Linked DNA regions of Rattus norvegicus: region 1 is linked to region 2. Evidence: chromatin contacts called from public Hi-C data. All regions are on one chromosome and are shown on one strand. The core of a region is the stretch at or near the end of the contact, and the rest is flanking DNA. Distances in the headings are between cores, read along the strand shown.

Region 1 (5,252 bases), core at 1,161-3,660, 130 kb before region 2:
TCGGGGTAGAAAGGTAGAGAACCACTACTCTAGATTGACTTAATATATTGATTGTTGAATATATATACAAATATCTGAGATTATGTAGCTCCCTATTTATAGTTATACATTTTACATGTGGATATTTATTGATAATGCTAATATGACATAACCAGTGTTAGAAAAGCTTTTCATTAATTATATGTGTGTATGTAGTTTCTATAAGCTGAGTGGATTAAATACTCTATTTTTTAAAGATATTTAAAAAGCTTTCTGTCTAGACATTCCAGTTTGAACATGGGGCAAAATCAGAGCCTACTCTATCAAATACTAACTCAGCAATGATTTGTTGGAACTGCAAAGCACTCAGTAACCATCTCTTCTCTCTCCCTCTTCATGATGAAGAAATCAGGTTATCTCGAAGTCACACAACCAGTTACTGTCAATGTCAAGGCTAAATCCTAGTTTCAAGTTACCCTTCTATCATGTAACACCCTTTCCTATCAAAATACATGACTAACAAGTACAGAAAACATAAAGGACAATGCTTATTGGCCATTTAAAAAGTTGAGTCTTAAGTCTGATTAGACAGTGTTTGTCTATTTTCACAGAGTTTATGCCACCATTGCACTAACACAACTTTCAGACAGGACAGCAGTGTATATCAAAGGGTTTGCGGCTGGGTTGGCGGTTATGTTTCTCCTTTGGTAGCTAGGATGCAGTTACTTCCTAGATCAAAGAGGTTAGCATGCTGAGGCGGAGGCTCTACATAGGCACCAACTTGACTTCTTCATGCTCCATGAGTTGTATAAATGTTGTCTTCAGCCATGGGGACTTGCTGTCAGTTTGTGGAGAACAACTTATAGTTTCGGCAACAGCTTTGTTGTTTGAGAGTTTCCATGGGCTCCCTTTGGCCAAAATGACTTCTAATGACGTTCCCCTATCCTCATAGATCAGTGCCTTGCTCGGCTCTCACCAGAGAAGCTTTCAACTGTAGCAGAGCAGAACAAATGCAGAGACCCACAACCAGACACCATGTAGAGAGTGCAAGGCCTTGGAATGCTCAGTGGTAAATGGGATGTCTCCATCAATCCCCTCCCTAAGGGCTCAGGAAACCCCGTGGAAGAAGAGATGGGACGAGTGTAAGAGCCAGGGGGGACAGAGGACACCAAGCAACCAAGGCCCTTTAAATCAACACGATCAGCACACATTGAACTCAAAGAGATTGACGCAGCCTGCACCAGATGGGGCCCTAGAGCTGAAAGGAGAAATGGGCACCCGTCCTATCCCTAACTCAGAACTGATACCCGATTGATCACCTCCTGCGAATGAAAATTTAGTTTCCTCCAAAGGAGCATCACTGGGAAAACAAACCGCTCTTAAGAGTAGGCTGTATGCCCAACAGTAGGTGGGCGACAGAAAATGAAGTCAGTAGCATCTTTGGAGAGTCTTTGCCATATAATGTTGTGTCAGGGCCCCTCCTCCTTTAATTTTTAGCTTATGTTTTATTTTATCTATATATTTTCTTCTCCCTTTTCCCCTACTTTTTCTTTGCATGTCCTATTATGGTTTCCAATTTAGTGGTTTTATGAGTGCGCAAATGAGTTTTTCTCTTTCTTGTGCCTTTTCTTGTGCTTTTTTTCCTTCTGTTTGCTTTGCTCAATACTGATGTGTGAGTTTTTGTTTTATCTTACTTTATTATCTCATAGAAGCTCATTTGTTTTCTAATGAGAGACAGAAAGGGGGTGGATCTTGATGGGGGTGGGGAAGAGCTAGGGGTACTTTAGTAGAGGAGGAGGAGCTGTAATCAGGATACATTATGTGATGAAGAAAATCTATTTTCAACAAAAGAAAAAAAAACCAGCGTATGCTGGGGTAAATAGGATAAATCCTATTTTCATTTATAGCAAACATCCTCTTTATTATTAATGGGCCAATAAGGCTCGGCCTTAAGCACTTGTAATTCTGGAGCTTTCTTTAGGAAAGAGCCTGGTAGGATTTAACTTCATACTCTTAGCACAGGAACACCAGGGAGCATATAGATGTGTGCCTAAAATTCCTCAAAGAAATGCTCGATCAGGTCAGACTTGAAAAGAACAAAAGGAGCCCGAGGGGTTTTTTGTTTGTTTGTTTGTTTTTAAGACTATTCTAATCAGTAATTTACTTCGAAGCCAATGGCAGTTTCAGCTTTCTACTGAGGGGTCTCTTTCTCACTCAAGTCCGCAGAAAACACAAAACAAGGAAGAAAAAGCACAAATCAGGCTAAGGAGCGGCAGGAAGCGGGAGCCTCTCACTCGCCCTGCTAGCTCCCAGGCTCCAAATCTGCTCTCAATCTGCAGCCAGTTGCGGGGAACTGAAAAGCTGCGGAACCAGAAGTGAAGGGAGCGGAGAGGACGTGGGGGGAGTAAAAGAAGCGTTGGACCGGTAGGCCTAGTTTCCAGGCCGCGGTCGCGGTTGCGAGAGGATGGAACCTCTGCGTGTCCTGGAGCTGTACAGTGGCATTGGGGGCATGCACCACGCGCTGCGAGGTGAGCGGACAGACAGCTTTTCTTAGATTCACTTGGGCCCACAAGTTCCGGCTCTCGCGCCACCGAGGGCGGAGCGGCGGGGCGGGACCTGCTGCGGCCGACCTCGGTTGCCCTGGAAACCACCTTAGTGCGCTTCCCGGGTCCGCCCCTCCAGGCTGTGACTCCCCTACTCTGGCCCCAAGCTTTGTAGCCTAAACAGGCCGGCGCCCCAGGGTACTGTTTGTGAGATGGCATTCTTGGGCCCCTGCAGCCAAATGAACCCAAGTTGCTTCAAAGTTAAGGCAAGGGGCGAGCCCTTTGCCCAATGCTAAGACCCAAATTCTAGGTTGGCTGTCACTGAGCTTGGAAGAGGTCACGAAAGTGGGCAGGGGTGGGTTGGAACAGGAGGATAACTACATTTCAAGATAGGAATTTACAAGTATTAGGGTGAAAGGGGAACAAAAGGGGTTACGTCTGTGGAAATAAGTATGCTTTCTGCAGGCCTACGCGGATGCCAGAGAACTGAAGTCAATTTTTGCTATACAGTGTGACTGGCTTTACAGTTTTGACTCTCTTATTTGGTTTTTAAATACGTGAAGCAGAACTTTCAGAAAGGGACCTCTCGAGAATTAAAAACAGCAATGTGCCTGACACGTTGTAGCTACTTAGAAATTAGTTTGCTGTCACTTTGGTTTTGAGGCTTCTTAATTTCTTTGCTATCTATCCACTTTTGTGATAACTCATATTTACTTAGTGAACTCCATTGACAGCATGTCTGTTCTGAAGTTGCTAAGACTAAGACGAATGCAAAACGGAAACTTCTTTGCTTTGTTTTTAGTAACAAGAGGCTAGGTGGATCTATTTTCAGCAAATATTGACTTTTAATCCAATACTAGGCTAGAAATATTTCATGTTTTACCACTTTTCTGGTCTTTACATTAATTTATCATATTAAAATTAAGCAAATTAGGGAAGCTTGTACTATCTGCGCTATTAACTTTCTAAGGTTGTATAATTTTAGCTTTCCCCCCATAACTTGAAACCTTTTAATTAACAGGGTTTTAAAAGCCACTTAGTGCTTTATTAGAAGTCATGAACAACAACTATTTACTCTTTGAACTTGTAGATTTCTTCTAATCCCCACCCCCACCCCAAACACAGTATGCTGCAAAAAAATCCTTAAGTGTAAATCTTGATTTTTTTTCCTTGAAATGTGCTTATGAATTTTAGATTAATTCATCCTACAGTGAACATTAGAATCACCTGTCTATAGCCCTGTCTTGGCTGGACTGTGGGTTCTGTTTTCTGTCTACCCAGAGCCCTCTGGTCTAGCCTCAGTGGGAGCTCAGTGGGATTTTTGTATTCCTTCACTCTTGTAAGTCCCTTCTTAGTTCTAGCTTTTACTTTTGCTGCTGTTGCCTCTCAGAGATTGCAAACCCAAACTTTTCTACAAGACTTGTTCACCCATCTTATGTTAGTTAGTGTATGACCTGTTAAGAGATACTTTCCCTGTTATCCAAAATAACTTTTCCTGTTACCAAAGCTCCCTGTATCTTTGGTTTGAGGATTGCTTATAAAAGAGGTCTTAATCATATTAACTAATAACCATTAGTTAATATTTAATTATTGAGCTTTTTTTTTTTTTTTTGGTTCTTTTTTTCGGAGCTGGGGACCGAACCCAGGGCCTTGCGCTTCCTAGGCAAGCGCTCTACCACTGAGCTAAATCCCCAACCCCATTATTGAGCTTTTTTAGTGTTTATATGTTTGATGAATGTTGGTTTTAATTTATGTAAAGAAGTACATTCTGGCGTTTTTCTTGTATTTACGTAGCTAATAAAGATTAATAACAGTGACAGCTGTCTTAACTTTTACTAAGGGCATCTACATGTAAGGGCCTGTTTTGAGTCTGTAATAAGCTTAGTGTTAGTTAGAGCCAGTGTCCTAACTGAGGTCTGCCCAGCAGATCTTTTAACCACACTGCCCTGCTGCTATCTTTGATTCTGTTCACTGACTTACTTGAAGAGCAGTAGTAAGAATATTGAATGCTAGTTTGTCCATTTCTAGATAATGTTGTAATGGAATATTTTATCGTTGTGAATGTGTGTGTTTACACATATATGCACACTGTAAAATGTATCATTTTATGTTTCAGTGTACAGATCAGCAACTGCAAGTGTGCTTACAAAGTAGACAACTGTAGACAATATTAGTTTTCAGAACATTTTCAATATCACAGACAGAGGCATTACACCCACTTAAAAATATTTCTGTACCTCTCTTCGTGAAGACATTGAGGTCTCCATCCAACTTTGTTTGTCCTTGAGAATTATCTCTTCTAGGTACCTCATAAGTAGAATGAACTAACTGTTCCGTGATGTGTAGCTTAACAATTTACTGTGTTTACAAAGGTCATGTGTGTTGTCGTGTGTGTCAGTGCCTCATTCCTTCTTATGGCTGGATTTATATTGCCGTATATAGAACAGCATTGTCTATTTACTCCTCACTAGTAGATACTTAAAGATTTTTGGCTTTTGCTATCGTGAATAAATCCCTGTGAATATTGGCGTATAAGTATCTGTTTGGATTCTTACTTTGTATTCTCTTGGGTATATGCTTAAGAATGGACAAACCCCAAACATTATTGTCTATAAAATGAGAGCACAATAATATATCAAAAGGGAGTTGTAAGAGTATAAATTAATTAAAAAATATTTATAGGTCCTGGAGTTGGCTCCGTGGGCCAGAGCACTTGTTGTTCTCCAAGCC
Region 2 (5,554 bases), core at 2,222-4,721:
GCCCACCTCATAATAGGGCATCTGCCACTCACAAGTGAGTTTACGTACGCTCTATAGTCCAGACATTCAGCTTTTTGACTTGATAGCAGCTGGGAGAAGGGAGCTCTCTGCCAGGATAGTCTACATTCAGAACTTTGAAAGTATAGCAATGAAGCCGAGCTCTCTTATGTCATTAACCAACCCAAGATGCGTCTTAGGCGAAATGTGACTCTAAAATTGGTCTGGGCAAAATGTGATATTTTTAAATTATAAAAATGTGTGTGCTCTTTATTTTAATGTGATCAAAATTCTTTTTGAGCAGGGAGTGGTGGCATACACACACACAGACACACACACATACATACACGCACACAGACATATACACACACACACAGACACAGACACACACATACACACATACACACAGACACACACACACACAGGCACATACACATACAGACACACACACAGATACACACAGACACACACACAGACATACACAGATACACAGAGACACACACTGACACACACACACACAGACACACACACACAGGCACATACACACACACACACACACACACACACACACACTCCCAGAACTTTAGAGGTTGAGGCAGGAGGATTCATTTAAAACCAGACTGGCTTTCTAAGACCCCTGTCTTTGGGAGACGAAAAGAAAAAAAAAAAAAAAAAAAAAACAAGCTGCCCTTTTCTGACCATCTAACAATGAGAATTTTCAACTGATTAGTTTGCTATGCATAATGACACAGAGGTGCCAGCCTTCAGCAGACAGCCAGCCCTTGGTTCAAAAGAGCTATGGTTTCTGCTCCTCACATCCTCTCGGATTTGAAGCACAAGATCCAGATGAATAAGAACAAAACCTACCACAATTTACCAAACTACCTTTAAGCCACTTAAAAATCCCTTTACATGCACAAAGCTCAAAATTATTTCCCACAACACTTCCCACCTCTCTTTCTTCCACACTTAAGCAGGAAAGTCCGAGGCATCTGCTGTCATGCCTGCACACTGCACAGGGAGGACCATGCCTGCAGGCACACTGCACAGGGAGGACCATGCCTGCAGGCACACTGCACAGGGAGGACCATGCCTACAGGCACACTGCACAGGGAGGACCATGCCTACAGGCACACTGCACAGGGAGGACCGTGCCTGCAGGTATACTGCACAGGGAGGACCGTGCCTGCAGGCACACTGCACCAGAAGAAAATGCTGGTCTGCAGAATGAGTTTTAAATATCATGAATCCTAATTGTGAATTCTGGTTTAATTTTTTAAATGGGGACTATTCCCAATTGCAACATTAGAGACATTATATAATACATACATGCATACATACATACATACAGCATACCTGTACATATATACATACATACATACATATATACATATATACATACCTACATATATTAGCTTTTTAAGTTGGCTTGCAGAATAATCACTGCATTTTCATATCCAGTTTTATCTATCTTGTGGGCCACTCTTCATAGCTCTCCTCTGCTTTCCTTTTGCATATTAAAAACACTTTGATTTTAGCTCTTACTTAGCAGGCTTACTTTTTCTTCTGGAACTTGGGGGAAGAGGCAGGTGTGAGCACTGTAGGTCTCTATGGCTTAAGGATCCATGATTTTATTTTGTTCTATGAGCCAGGCTTTTATCTGTCCCAGAGTCCATCTGCAGCAGATGCTCAGGCCATTGGAAGGTACAATAATATATATTTAAACACTTAGTGTTTCACTACGGCAAGACAATTGAAGGCTGCAGCTTGTGGAACTGACCACTTATGTATCCACAGGACAGTGTTTCTGGCTCTCAAAGTCTTTCCCTTCTCCCTGGGGAGGGACTAGGCATTCACCACTCCATCAGTGGTCATAAAATCCAATATTTATAGATGTCCCTGGACTTCTGAAGACATCATTTTTATAATGAATTAGAATAATTATTAATAGTTACTTATGGAAAAGGATATACTCAGGATTAAAATGGTTTGAAAATAATGCTGGAACTGATTACTTTCTGTAACAACTTTTTAAGACAGATGTTGATGCTTGATTCTGAGCCGAGAGAAGAGATGTGGGAAATAGAACATTTTTACTGGGGCCAGCTGAGTGTCTGGAAGCCTAGAAGAGTATGTAATTCTAGCATAGGGAAAACATAGCTAAGACATACTTATATTATGATGCCAATAATTCTTCAGAGAGAATGTATTAAAAGTAGATTTATCTAATAAAAACACACACACATAGTCATTGCAGGAGATTGAGAAAACAGGAAAGCTTAGAGGAAACCAAAAGATTTAAATTGCACCACTACTAAGAATATTTAGTGGTGTTCATTGCCTGCTCTTTTTATGTTTATTTTATTTTAATATTCATAGATTATCTTATGCATTCTACCCTGTAATGACATTTTTCTATGGGGCGTATCTAGTGTGTGTGTTACTTTCCAAGTTCTCATCTTCACAGTGCAGCCTGCTGGGAGACGTTTAGGATCCTCTCTGAGATAAACATCTTTGTAGTTAAATGCTAGCCTACATTCATGGTTATGCATTGATTAAAAAAAAAAAAAAGAGGAAAGAAAACAAAACAAAAAACACAACCAAAAGACTGAAAATCAGCCTTTGTGCCTTCTAATGGAACTGATCCGTAGAAAGCAGAACTTAAAACCATAAAGGCAACAAGAGCAGGCTGAGATCAGCCAGCCCGTAGAGAGGCCACTGTGCCATCTGGATGTGAGCTAAAGTCCTAATTCAAAGTGATACAAAATAACTCAGAATAACTCAGAATGTGGCCGTCTGCTGGTCTGTCGCCGGCACGCAAAGCCTGGCATTATGGGAAACCATTGACTTTAGATGGGCGTTTCACATGCCCTGCCCCACCCTGGCAGCACGTGGCATCGTGGGTTTGCCCCACCCTGGCAGCACGTGGCATCGTGGGTTTGCCCCACCCTGGCAGTGCGTGGCATCGTGGCTTTTCCTGTAGTGAGGACATGTGTGTGGGTCCGGATGCTGGTGTGTGTGAGTCCCCAATGCTGCTGTGTGTGAGTCCCCGATGCCACTGTGTGTGAATCCCCGGTGCCGGTGCCGGTGTGCCGTGAGTGAGTGGCTGCACGTTCAGTTGGGGAGAGGCACCAAGGCCCCACAGAGCTGTGGTGGAGCACTGTCCGAGTGTGTCATGCACCCTCAGCCTTCAGCAGCATTTAGCTCCTCTACCTTCTGTAATTCAATGACGGATCCCACACGCCCTGGGTTTTCCCTGTTCCTAATGAGGACTCTGCATCAGTCTCCTACTCTGCGATTTTCGTTTGGCAGAATTACAGAAACATTCCGAAGCCTTTACATTTTAAAGTGACCTAGGAGGCTCTCATGCTTACTAAAATCATGTGTGTAAAATTAACAACATTCGTGAGGGCTGACTCCTGCGCTTGGGCTCTAGCTCAGAGGTGGGGTTCCTTCCCAGCCCACACAATACCCTGGCTTCTACAGCACCGGAAATACAATGAGTCAGTACCATAGGCATTCTGCAGTTGTGGTTTTCGGGGGAGAAATAAACAGGTGTTTGAAGAATTCTGCATCTTCTGCCCTCTTGAGTTCCAAGGCTTAAGCAGCAGGAGGCACACCATAGGACAGTGAGGAGAAAGGTCACTAAAATAAGGAACAGCACATTACTTTGGCACATCCCGTGCCTTCTCACCTCACTGTGCTAGCCTCAGCAGCTCCTGATGTCCTCTCCCTTGTTGGGCTATCCTCTACCATGATGGACCCGCACTTCTTCACCTCCTGCACGTATACTTAACTTCCCTCCCCACACTCAGGGTGATTTGCATCTGGCTGTCCACCCAGAATGTCAGGGAGGACTGCAGTCACAACTCAAACCCAGGTTACCATAGCAACAGGATGCAAGCAAGGGTTCTCCATCTCCAGGCTTGATTCATTTCTTCCCTCCCTGCTCAGCCAGTGATGGTGGTTCTGTAAAGTGTTAAACGTGAGTCAGCCTCAGCTGTCTAGACTCATATGTCATTGCACAAAGCTACTTCTGGGTGGCTTCTTTAGTTAAGAAAAGAAAAGGAGTGTTCCCTTTATATCAGACCAAAAATTAGAAGAACACTTCAAATGAATTTCCTTGTCGCCTTGTAGTTTTCTCATTTGCCAGAAAGCTGTTAGTACCATGGCATACCAAACATGCACATTCATAGAGTTCAAGACGTTAAGTAATTTCTACAAGACTGTGTGCTAGGCAGAGTCCCTGTAGCCAGACTCTGACCAACTCTGCCCATCTTCTATGAATGCCCCATCAAGGAAATGACTTGGTCGCTTCCATCAATGCTTGACTTCAAAGAGCCCATCTAAGGGCTCCTGGACAGAGATCACTCATCAGCTTCATTGTATTGACTAGCGTTTCCCTTCATATATAGAGAGAGGAATCTTTGCTGGCCCCTGCAGGTTCTTCTCTAAGTGCTTTAACTTATTTCAGTCACGTTAAAAAAAAAAGAAAAAAAAAGCTTCAGACGTGAAACAGTTTTCCTTGGATTCCAAGCTTTCTATATAGCAGGATTTGATGAAAAATTCCCAGTTTAAACGGTATCATACCAGAAAGGCGTAATTCACCTTCCATGTCTTATATCCAATCTTCTGCAACTGAGAAAATGAAGTTTACTTCTAGACACTCTTCGAGAGAATAAGAAAAACAATACTGTTGATTGTGGTTAATGGTTCGGTGGTACGGTAGATGCCTACAGTGGCAAGATTCTGGGTTTGAGCTCCAGAATCAAAAAGAGAAGAAAATGAAAAGGAAAGTTAATGCATAAAGAATGAATTCCGTGCTAATCAGAAGTTGAAAGGTCTGCTTTGGTTTTAACATTCCCGTGCTAAAAAGATTTAGGAGAATGTCAATCTGTTCATCTATTCTCATGTGACAGACCAATTAATTACCATTTTTACTCATTATAGTCACAGAATTTCAAAGTCACAAAAGAGAGTCATTAAACAACTCAAAGTAGAAGCCCTTGAAGAACACATTTCTGTCCTTAACGGTTCTTGGGTTTAGTGAAGGGAGGACCTGCTGAGGCCCAGGTCAGAAAACATGTTGTACACAGCTCCACTCAGTAAGGCTGTGATTTCCAGGTTTGAAAGTATCCACAAAGCCAGAGGACCTTGTGGTTGGTTGGTTGGTTGGTTGGTTGGTTGGTTGGTTGGTTTTTAAAGACAGGGTCTTTCTACATAGCCATGGCTGTCCTGGAACTCAGGTCAACCAAGCTAACCTCAGACTCACAGAGATCCACCGACCTCTGCCTCCTGAGTACTGAAATTGAAGATCTATGCCACTGTGTCTGAATGCTAGGGCATTTTAATCTCCAGGGCCAGTGAGATGGTTCAGCAAATGCAGGCACCAGTGCTACAAAGCTGGTGACTTGTGTTTGATCCTTAGATACTGTGGTAGAGAGGAGAATTAATTCTTGAACACTGTCCTTTGATGTCTATTATGCACTCATACACACAGGACCCCATACAAACACCCTTCACACACATCTACATGTAACATTACAAATTAAAAACA

Evidence for each region. A called contact is a pair of places that touch in the nucleus more often than the background predicts.
Region 1: a contact with region 2 is called in a Hi-C map of the Rat2 cell line, with 3 times the contacts expected there. The contact joins the promoter of Trdmt1 here to the enhancer-like site in region 2. A contact is called at or near these places in 2 of 12 Hi-C or Micro-C datasets (the A7r5 cell line and the Rat2 cell line).

Annotation. Positions count from the first base shown.
Region 1 is chr17:81,551,194-81,556,445 of GRCr8, reverse strand. It overlaps Trdmt1 (tRNA aspartic acid methyltransferase 1), which reads left to right and starts at 2,410. Exons shown (of 11, transcript NM_001031643.1): 1 at 2,410-2,507. The coding sequence starts at 2,444.
Region 2 is chr17:81,426,263-81,431,816 of GRCr8, reverse strand. The region is part of intron 27 of Cubn (cubilin); the gene reads left to right. Among named protein-coding and RNA genes, the nearest start is that of Cubn, 73 kb to the left of the region's middle. Within about 2 kb of position 3,471, at least 40 of the 93 cell types and tissues checked have an H3K27ac peak or open chromatin away from gene starts, as enhancers often do. A contact at or near this core is called in the A7r5 cell line, where this site is marked.